Linked DNA regions of Mus musculus: region 1 is linked to region 2. The links are chromatin contacts, called in public Hi-C maps. All regions are on one chromosome and are shown on one strand. Each heading gives the region's core, a stretch centred on a gene start, on an enhancer-like site or on the middle of the called end of the contact. The rest is flanking DNA. Distances are from core to core; before and after follow the strand shown. Region 1 holds the start of Lyzl4 (lysozyme-like 4). Region 2 has its middle 41 kb from the start of Cck.

Region 1 (5,600 bases), core at 148-2,647, 50 kb after region 2:
TTGTTACCACACTGGGCAGTGCCACCAAACCAGAGCCACAAATAAATCTTTCCATTTTTAGGTTGTTGGGTATTTGGTCCCCTCTGTAACAAGCAAAGTGTCCTCTGAAGAATAAAATTGCTCTCTGCCATGAACTTAGCTTAGATGAAACCTCTAAGTGGGGCAAAGGTGGCAGACATGTTTAATTCTGCTGCGTGGTTAGTTGTACACCTGACCACGTCTCAGGAGGTGGTATCTTGGTTCTCAGATAGCCTGGGCCTTAATAGCTGCTTTGCTCTCAGCAGTTGGGATGGCAGTGACCCCAGCAGTGACCTTAACAAGTTATTCAACTTCTCTGTGCTTCAGAGCTCTTTCCTGTCACACAGAGGAAAATACTCCTTGCCTAATTGTGCTGAGAAAATGATTTTAGTATAGAAAGCACTACATGCTCGGGGCAGCCTCGTTCTGAGTCCTGGTTGTACACCCTTGGTCCTCATTAATAACTGAATTTCTATGCATGGGGAGAGAGACCATATTGACATTTTCTAGCTGTGCAAACAGTATTTTGGGAACCATTAGTCTTTCCCAGGCTAGGCACTGTCTCAGCTCTTCCCTCCCTCCAGCAGCCAATTCAGCAGGAACATGGATGCTGTTCTAAGGCCTACCCACCCCTCATCTGCCTGCCTGCCACTGTTCTGGCCCAGGTCATCACCATCTCTGACTAATTATGGGTTTCTAACAACATCCTCCACATACCATTTGTCCAATTCCTCCTGATCTGGCCCCTGTGCCCCTCTTCAGTCTGACCTCAGGCCACTCCAGACCCTTCCTCCCACTTTGTTCTTCCACAGGCTCCCTGCACGTGTTCCCTGGACCACGCCACTCCCGCCACCTTTGTGCCAGCTGTTCCCTCCACCTACATGACTACTCCAATGACCACAGTTTTAACCATGGCCACTGATTCGTCGAGGAAGGTGGCTTGGTTGTCTTTGTAATACATTCTAATAGCAGTCACTGTGTTGTTTTGCTCTCTTGCTTATAACCTTGGTCTCATACAGAAAGCTTGCATGACGCCGTCTCCTCCCCAGAGGCCAGTACCCAATACCTTGCTGGTTCTCGATGATCTTGTTGAAAGAATAAGCAAGCTTACCCTTCCAAAATGTGTCTCCAGATGACCAAAAGGGGACTTTGCTGACAAATGTGCTCTATAGCCAGATGTCGTTTGCCTGTCTCTGCTTCTGCCCACAAAGGCCCACCTACCAGCCCGGCAGGGAGTCCACGTTGCTTGCAGGCTGGGTACTCTGCCGGCACTGGGTCCCCTGCACTTTCTCAGATGCCACTTTCTTAATAACCCATTTGTCTTCACCCAAGAGTTTCTACACCATCGATCCTGCTCCATGAGAAACTCTTCTAGAACCTTCTCTATGACATCTGTGAGCCAGAATGTTCTGAAAGGAGAAGGAATCCATCATCACCACTGAGACCACATTAGCTTTCCGCCACTGCGACAGATGTGTGAGAAGTCTGACGTGGGCCTCAGGGTGCCGGCAGGGCCAGGCTCCTTCTGGAGACAGTAAAGATGGCCCACTTCTTGTTCATACAGCAGTGTTGGCTGAAGGTTACCCTAACTGCTGAGGGCTGCCCACCCTCCTCACTCTGTTCCCCTTCCTGGTCATCAAAGACATCAAGGGTGAGTCCAAATCCCTCCCACCAGGACTCTGTCCTACCTCTGTCCCTCAGGTCAACTCCTCAGGCTTTCTCTTCCACTATTCTGAGGATTTTTGTCACTAGATTGGTCCACCCAGACTTCAGGCAATCTCCTCTTGAGGTACTCAGCCTTAATCATATCTGAAAATCCATTTTGCTAGTAACACATTCTGATGTCCCAAGGGTCATGTCAGGGACACATTTGCCAGGGAAGTGCTCTGTCAGCCATAGCATAACCATCGCAAGGCCCGGGATCAAGGATTCTCTCTTTTTGGATCTAGGCCACCTAATCTGAGACATGAAAATGTCACCTTGGGTTATTATTAGGTCTCAAATGATAAGAGACCTTAAGATAGGAGAGGATATGTTGACTTGTAGGAACATGGAAGTAGTTCCAGCCAGCTCAGTTAAAACTGGTAATTGCATGATTGATTTAAAATAAGAGTGGAAACACACAAAAGAAAAAAAACTAAACCAGCTACAAACACTTCTGCTTAGACCCATGAGTGCATCAGCAAAATTCAGTGTTGGTCTTTAAGAATTATCAACCAGTGTGTGTGTGTGTGTGTGTGTGAGTGTGTGTGTGTGGTGTATGAGTGTTCATGTATGACTGTGTGTGTGTGTGTGTGCATGTGTGTGTGCGTGTGTGTGTGCGTGTGTGTGGCATGTATGAGTGTGCATGTATGACTATGTGTGTGCATGTATGTTGTGTAGTATATACTACACTGTGTATCACTTACAGTTTCCATTGCTTTAAAGTAGAACAATGATTTAGAAGCAGGCAAACTGCCATCCTCTAAACCTCTCTCCCCTCTATGCTGTCACGATTATAACTTTAATTTTTTCAAATCCTATTTTTAATGATGGTCCGTAAATGCTTTAACCTTCCTTGTAACCTACCACTCAGAGGTAGTGGAAAAGAAAGGATACAGAGGAAGTGGACCTGTTTAGAAAGGTTCTTTGGAGCAACTCCCATCTGTGTTGCCTAGAAATCAAAAGTTTGGTTCACAAGTCAGCAGGCAGTGGCAGCTCGATCCACTCGCAAACACTTCACGGATAGACCAGCAGTCCAGTTCAGTAAAGTTGGGTTAACAACAGCAGTGGCACAACCTAGCAGAGACAACCAGGCCTCAGCCCTGGCTTGAGGATGGACCAGGGAGGAACGCCAGGAGATGTTCTCAGTTGTGCCTCTCTCAGGGAGGCAAAGATCAGCAAAGACACAAGACCCACAAGCATTACACAGCTAGCTGTACCTGCAAGTCTAGCTCTGTCGCCATCACTCCGTGGAGTCCTGTTTATAACCTCCAAACATCACGTTCGTCCATGTGTCTTGTCTCAGCATGGGTTTTGCCTCAGCAAAGTCCTGAGAAATGCAGCTAAACTACGAAATGTAAGGCGAACCGATACATGCCCATTGTTAGCAAAGAATCCTTCATCACGTGTCCTTTCATGCGCTTGCTTTAGCAGAACATCCTGTGTCTCCTTCATTGAAACGTCCCTTCACGTGTTTACCCCAGGAAAACACCATCCAACTGACTTTCCAAAGAACCCTTAAGTTTCCACTTCACAAGATGTTAAAAACTTACCCTACATTTACTCCTTCAGCAAAATGCTTTTTGATGACTCCCACTTTTCAAGTTTCTCAAAGTACTCAACTTATGTTTATCATGACCTCAAGCTGGAGTGACAGACTGTGCCCAGTGTGGTTAGTCACCTACCTCAGCCTTACACCCACCTAAGCCGGCAGGTCAGCTCTGAGGGACACCTGGGTGACAGAGTATTCATTGTTACTCACACCAGAGAGCATCATGTAACTTGATGAACTTCTAAATAGCTTTTGAGGATCAACTCGGGTTAGCACACCCCTAAAGACTCTCTCAAGTCAAGAGACATATCTCCTCGGGAGAGAGACATTCTGGTTGGCTGGCTTCCTGAACCTCTGCCTCCTCATATGCCCCACTGCTGTTTGTGCAGGCTTATTTGTCTGTGGAAAACAGTTCACACAGAGAGGGTTAGTGGAGCATCCAGAGAAACAGGCCCCATGCTACCATTACCATTACTGGTTGAGGGCAAAGACTGGTAGACACAGCATAGGAACTAAATATAGCAGCTGTTATTGCAATGTTTCTTTTGGAAAGAAGCCATGCCAATCATTTCCATGCTATCTTAGGACTGCTTTGGGCTGTAGTGGTAGAACTGCAGTGGGGTTAAAAGGCTTTTTAAAGTCTTTTATTATTTTTTAAAATAATATCCTCCCCTGGAACATGGATTTGACTGGACCACCTTGGTTTTGCATTTGCCACTAACCATCTGTGTGGCCTCAAGACAGCTGCTCCTCCTCAAGACAGCTGCTCCTCCTCAAGACAGCTGCTCCTCCTCTATGTGAGGCTAAAGACACGGTGTGGACACTGCTCAGAGCCTGCACAGGGAGTGGGTGTTGATAGCAAGTCTCAGAAAATGGACAAAAGTCACCATGAAGATAGGAATGCAGTCAAACTGGCTTCTGCCTCTGTCCTCTTCCCACCAGTACCACAGTGCTCAACTGCCATTGGATGGCTCCATGGCTCCACCTCCTCCAAGCAGAAGCCAGCAGCGCACCCCCACCCTCAACCCCCAGGTCCTGGTGCCCTAGGCTCCTGCTCAGCAGGTTTCTGGTGCCAGGATGTTGCTCCAGGGCTTTTTATGTAGTGCTCCCTTGTAAGCAAAGTGCAAGGAGGACTGAGGCCACAGGCTGACTCCAGCTTCAAGGAGAGGAAGCAGTTCAGGCCTTGCCAATCTGTAACAAAGGAACCCAGCGGGTCATCCCTGGGCCTTGGAAACCAAACCATCCTTCAGGATGAGTGCTCCCTTTCTGGTGTGGTTGACTCTAAGGTCAGTGAGCCTTCGGCTAGAAGGAGATTTCTGGAGAAGAAATCACACAAAAGGAGAAGCAGCAAAGGGTGGAGGGAATGGGGTGGGAGTGAGCGAGGCTCAGCTGGTAATTTGTCAAATGAGAGAGACAGGAGGATCAGCAGTTTGAAATCATCTCTGACTACACAAAGAGAGAAACAAAGATGATAAAATCATCTATACATGATGATATGATATCCAACCTAGGATCAGCAATTAAATCTAGAAAATATCGCTTGCTGGCTACGTGAGACACTCAGACCTCACTTGTGTGGGGGCTCTTCCGATTCATTTTGATGCAGCATCTTTCCCTCTGGGTTTGTTAGATACAATACAGGAAACCATCTTTAAAAGAATGGGTTTTTCTACGCCCTCCCTTGCTCCTGAATAATGACATAGAGACTTTTTATTTATTATAAGCTTCTTGCAGGATAGCACAATGATGGACTTAGTCTACTTTGCAGTCTACTTCCCAGCCACGTGGCCAGTTACCTGCCATCTTGGTCTCACCATGGTCTCTTCCTCCTTCCACATCCAGATAGCAATTCCCCAGAGTTCTACCTAAGACCCCCTTCCTCCTGCCTGGCTCAGAAGTCCCGCCCCTTCTTGTCCTGCCCAGCCATAGGGTGCTCAGCCCTTTACTGACCAACCAAGAGACGAGGAAGAACAATGCTTCACACAATGCCTTTTCAAGAAATGCCCCACAATAATGACAACACTAAGTATGGACAGCAAGCAGATCTCAGGCGCTGAAATCAGCACTCGAACACACAGTGCGCCAAGCATACCCCAGCACACCATCACGGAGGATGGGGGCGTGGCCAGGGTGGAGCTGTGCTGGGGTGGGGCGTGGCCAGGGTGGAGTCGTGGCACCCACAGCAGTAGAACCCAGCTCAATATTCTGCAACCGGAACAGAGCACAGCAGCACCTGAGGTCACTCTTAGCAGAAATGTTTAACCTAAATTATCATGAAGATACGCAGCTGAATGTCAATGTACTGAAAACAGAAGAGTCAGGAAGAGTG
Region 2 (5,472 bases), core at 1,087-3,586:
TAGAATAGCGTGAAGGCCTTCCTTCAAGGTCCTGCCCTGGCTTCTTTCCATGATGGGCTGTGACCTAGATCTGTAAGTGGAATAAGCCTGTCCCCCCCCCCCCCCCCCAAGCCACTTTTGTCCCCGAGTTTTATCAGAGCGACTGAACGGAAGCTAAAACAGTCTTCTCAGTGTGCTGGTCTTCTGTCCTCCTGCCAGAATTGTCCGTTAGGCGATTCCCCCATCTTTACTCAGCGTTTAGACGGCTTTAGTCTAAATCCCTCCTGTAGACTAGTTTACTCACGGTCAGGTTTAGATGCAGCAAGGTTTCTGTTTTGCTATGCACTGAGTGAGAGCTGACTCAGTTGTCTGTCCATATTCTCTGTATCTGTAATGCCATGAGCCAGAGCTCGCATTAATGATGATGACCCACTGATACCACAATTCACATCTCAATTTCTCTTTCATGTTCATCTCTTACTCGGTTTGCCCTATATGATGATAGACTCTCTTGCATAATTTCCTACCTCAATGGTCTGCCCTTTAGCCATGTTTCTCTTCTGCTAAACACTTGGTTGTATTCTCTCTCCCTCTCTCCCTCTTCCTCTCCCTCCCTTCTTCCCCCTCCCTCTCTCTCTGTGTGTGTGTGTGTGTGTGTGTATGTGTATGTGTATGTGTGTATGTGCTTTTGAAACCTCAAAGCCCATTTCTTGTGACACGCCTCCTTTAACAAGGCCAAACCTACTCCAATAGGGCCACGCCTCTTAATCCTTCCCAAGCAGTTCCACTAATTGGTGACCAAGCATTCAAACAGATGATCTTGGGGGAGGGGGAGCATTCTCATTCAAATCACCACATTCTACTCCCTGGCCATCATAGGGTCCTAGCCATATCACAACGCAAAAATACGTTCAGTCCAACTTCAAAAGTCCCCAGCAGTCTGTAACAGTTTCAACACTGCTTAAAAGTCCATACTTCAAAGCTTCTTCTTCAAGTCAATCTCATAACTGTAACCCCATGTAAAATCAAAAAGCAAATTACGATGATCTGAAGAGATAGCTCTGTGGTTAAGACCACTGACGGCTGCTATTACAGAGGATATAAGTTTAGTCTCTGCACTCACTTGGGCTAGCTCACACCACATGTAACTCCAGTTTTGGGATGATCTGACAACCTCTTCTGGCTTCTATGGGCATTGCATTAACACCCACCCACCCCAAACATATACATATGGATTAAAAATAAAAAAACAAAATCTTAAAAAACAAAAATGAAGCTGGAGAGATGGCTCAGTGGTTAAGAGTACTGGTTGCTATTCTTCCACAGAACCCTGGTTCAATTCCCAGCACCCACATGGCAGTTCACAACTGTTTGTAACTACAGCTCCAAGGGACCTGGCACTCACACAGACATACATCCAGGCAAATAAATGAATCATTTTATAAAAAGCAAATTATATACTTCCAACCTACAATGATCAGACTATTCGTTACCATTCCAAAATGGAGGGAACGGGTAAAATGAGCAGATATTTTACCAAAACAAGACCAAAAAGCAGCAGACAAACTCTACATTCTACATCTCTGTGTCTGGTGTCAAACTGCTCTTTAGATCTCCAACTCCTTTACCTTAGTTGACTGCAGCACACTTCTCTCCCTTGTTTCCACAGATGGTCTGCTGCTCTCCTTGATAGGCATCCATGACTCTGGCATCTCTAACATCTTAGGAATCTCCATCCCATGACTCTGGCATCTCTAACTTCTTGGGGATCTCCAGCACAATCCAGGCTTCACCTTCACAACTTCACAAAATGGCCTCTCCAGGCCTCCATGTAGACGCTCATCTGATACTTACCTGGACCCAAGGGCTTTCCTGAGCTTTGGAGGATGATTGTACATCTCCTTACCTATATTCTTCTTGACTCTAAATCTAGAAACACGGTTGCTCAAGCTGCCAAGTTCTTCTGCCTGCTTGGACTAATGTCTGCTCCTCCCGCCTCTGAGTTATATTTACAATAAGCTTTCCACTATTGTTTAAGCCTGAGAAATCCCTCAGGCCTTGGCAAGTATGGCCTTGCTCTGGGGTTACTTCCCTTTTATCTCATTTTGCATCATCAGACTTCTCTGTAAACTTCTCCTTTCCTTGAGCACAAGTCTTGGCTACAACATTATATTTCCTGGAATTTCTTTTCTTCTCAGACTGCATTTTATATTTCTTTTGCCCCATTTGCTTCTTTTCATTATAGGTCTGTGTAAGAATGATCACTAATAACCATGTGACACAATCAATACAAGGCTGTCTTGAAATCTCTGGCAATTATTAGTTCAAAACTCTTCAATTTAGCCTCAGGAAGATTTTTAGAAGAGCAAAAAGCAGCCAGATTCTTTGCCAAAATATTACAAGAATGGTCTGCAGTCCAGCTGCAAATATTAATAATATTTCCTTCTGAAACCCTTTGAGCTGAGCAGCCTGCACAGTCCACATTACTCTCAGCATTACTATCTTCCAGGCTCCTACTAGGATGGCCCATTAAGTCCCACTTATAACATTCAAATACTCCCTAAATACAAAGTCCCAGTGTCTACATTCCACCCACAAGTAGAATAGTCAGACCTGTCACAGTAACACCCCACTCCTGGTACTGATTTTTGTCTTCATTACTGTTCTATGGTTGTCATGAAACACCATGGCCAAGGAAAAGCATTTAATTGGAGGCTTGTTTACAGTTACAGTGGATCAGTGGATCATCATCATGGCAGGGAGAGTGACAGAAGTCAGGCATGTTGCTGGAGAAGTAGCTGAGAGCGAACACCTCATCCACAAGTTGTAGACTGGGAGAGACATTGAGCCTGGAATGAGCTTCTGAACCCTTACAGCCTATCCCCAGTAACACACCTACTCCAACAAAGCTACTCTTGTTAATCCTTTCCAAAGAGCTCCTCTAACTAAAGACCAAACATTCAAACATATGAGCCTATGGGGTCCATTCTCATTCAAACCTCCACAGGCTTGATACAAATGTTTCAATTAAAAAAAAATGTACATTGGTGTTTTGACTGCATGTATGTCTGTGTGAGGGAGTCGGATGCCCTGGAACTGGAGTTATAGAAAGTTCTGAGCTGCCATATGGTTGCTGGGAATTGAACCCGGGTTCCCTGGAAGAGCAGTCAGTGCTCTTAACCACTGAGTCACCTCTCCAGCCCCCAATTCTCCTATCTTCATGTGACATTCAGTTTGGTTGTCTGGGCTTCCTTAGATGTTTGTTCCTCTGTTTTACAAGTCTTATTCATACAATCTAGATTTTTTCCCCAGATATTTTGTAAATTGAGATTTAGTGTTCATGTTTTATTTGAGTTTGTTCTGAAAGCCTGTCTGCCTTACCACAGCCCATAATTGGTGATGAGGTTGTGTAGTGAGGAATTTCCATGTCTGTGGTAGTATGGGCGACAACTTGTTACTGGATCAGCAACTGCAAAGGACACTTGTGTTTCTTAGCATCCACATCCCTGCACTGTCACCCTCCTAGCATAAGAAGGAAGGATGTTCCCTTCGTCATTTCCCATCCAGAGCTGCTTCTTCAAACATGGAGTTCCTCTAACTGTGCACCATCCTTTCTGAGAGCCCTCTCTTACATGATCTGGGCTTTAGCATTCTCATCCTAGTCCCATTTGCTTTCTGACTTTTGGGTTTTTCTCAGAACTTCAATGGATTTGCTTAAGATTTACTTTTCTCACTTTCTAGAGGTTTTGTGGGGACAAGAAAGTATACTTGGTCATCTTAACTGAAGATACACACTTTCTACAAAGTGTGACTGGGCCATTAGAATGTCAATAAGGCTGTTCTTAAGTTCCAAGAAGAGAGATACAGACACGACAGTAAATTTGGGGTTTGAGCTGTTTTCCATCAGTCTTGAGGCTGGTCAGAAAGAATCCAGGGATCATGATGTTCTTGAACCCCATTCTTGTCAAGATTCCATCTGTCACCTCTCACAGTAATAACTTGGTCACACTTAGTAATGCAACTGTTGCCTCTGGAACACTCTGAGTCACAATGCTCAGAGATGAAATCAATCCCATTGATTGTAAGGTGATAAATGATCCCGAGGCACAAGCTGAGTGCCTAGTGATTGCCACTTTATCAAAGATGTCTTTCACCAGGCTTTCCCAAGAATACTAAACACTTTGCATGTAGAGGCTTGACGATTACAAAGGAAAACTTTCATTGCTTTGGAAAGAGAGTGAATCTGTACAACAAGGAGCTGCATGATAGATAGTGTGAAAACCACTAGAGATGACAGTTGCTCACTGCTCTGTCTCTGTGCTCCTCTGAGAAGGGCCGATGCCCAGCCATCCCCTGCCACACATGGGCTCCTCCTGTCTGCTCTGACCCTGAAGGTAAGAGAGGAAACCTTTACAGCTAAGAAGTCTTGACTCAGTCCCTGGTGGCATCTGTCAGTCCCTCATGCTATCAGCTCTGTCATTCCAGCTTCAATCCGTGCATCTCAAAGTAGACCAGGTGGGACACCATGGCTTTCTAGGGGTACAGAAAACCACCATTGATGGTTTTGTTCTCTTCTGGAAAATCAATTTTCCTAAACAATTTCAAAGCAAAATGCCCACAATCGTTTATAGATAAAACACATTGTTGACTAGGTGGCAAGAGTGTCATTGATGCTAAGGTTCAAATGTGAAAGCTGGGGAGATGGCTCCACCAGGATTGTGTTTACTATGCAAGCGTTAGGTCTCAAGTAAATGCCCAGAACCTATGTAAACACTTGCAATCCCAGCATTGGAGAGGTAGAGACAAGCCAGTGGATCTCTGGAGCTCCCTGCCACCCAGCAGAGCCTGCCTACTCGGGGGAGCTTTAGGCCCATGACAGACACTGTCCCAAGAAAGTAAGGATAGTGCTGGAGAAACAACCAAGACTGTCCTCTGGCCTGCACACACACACATACACACACACATGCATAGACACACACACATGCACGCGCACACACACATGAAGCTGCACACATACAAACACACACACATGCACCTACATACCTACAAACACACATCAACATATACACACATGTACCTGCATACATACAAACATATACCAACATAGAAACACACACATACCTACACATATACACACGTCAACATACACACACAGAGGAAAAATTTTAAAATCCAATATGAAATGTCAAATAAATATCAAAAGCAGAGTGACGTTTGTAGTACGTGTTTACTTGATTCCACTGTTACGCTTGTAATATTTACTTACTTGAGTCCATTGTTACCTTTCCTTCTGGATGTTTCACTTGGAGGGCTGAGAAAAGCCTTCATAGGAACAGACAGACAGACAGACAGACACAGCCCTCCTCTGTCCTGGTACTGCCCCTCAGCTTTCCTTCCCGTGTTACAGCCACACATTATACCTCCCAGACTTCTCTGGAGCAAGGGTTCCTGGATTCTTCGGGATGGAGTCACGGTACATATCTGAGATTCCTG

What was found. A called contact is a pair of places that touch in the nucleus more often than the background predicts.
Region 1: a Hi-C map of bone marrow-derived macrophages shows a contact between it and region 2, with 53 read pairs. The contact joins the promoter of Lyzl4 here to the enhancer-like site in region 2. A contact is called at or near these places in 9 of 39 promoter capture datasets (3T3-L1-derived adipocytes, the HPC-7 cell line, cranial neural crest and 4 more), 1 of 15 datasets of contacts at CTCF or cohesin (the NIH/3T3 cell line), 3 of 484 Hi-C or Micro-C datasets (bone marrow-derived macrophages, macrophages and nephron progenitors) and 2 of 115 datasets of contacts at active chromatin or transcription factors (embryonic stem cells and microglia).

What each region holds. Positions count from the first base shown.
Region 1 is chr9:121,585,564-121,591,163 of GRCm38.p6, forward strand. Lyzl4 (lysozyme-like 4) reads right to left here and starts at 1,398. Exons shown (of 5, transcript NM_001382835.1): 1 at 1,130-1,398. Lyzl4os (lysozyme-like 4, opposite strand) reads left to right here and starts at 1,457. Exons shown (of 4, transcript NR_040740.1): 1 at 1,457-1,669.
Region 2 is chr9:121,534,230-121,539,701 of GRCm38.p6, forward strand. No RefSeq gene overlaps it. Among named protein-coding and RNA genes, the nearest start is that of Cck, 41 kb to the left of the region's middle. Within about 2 kb of position 2,337, at least 4 of the 459 cell types and tissues checked have an H3K27ac peak or open chromatin away from gene starts, as enhancers often do. A contact at or near this core is called in bone marrow-derived macrophages and microglia, where this site is marked.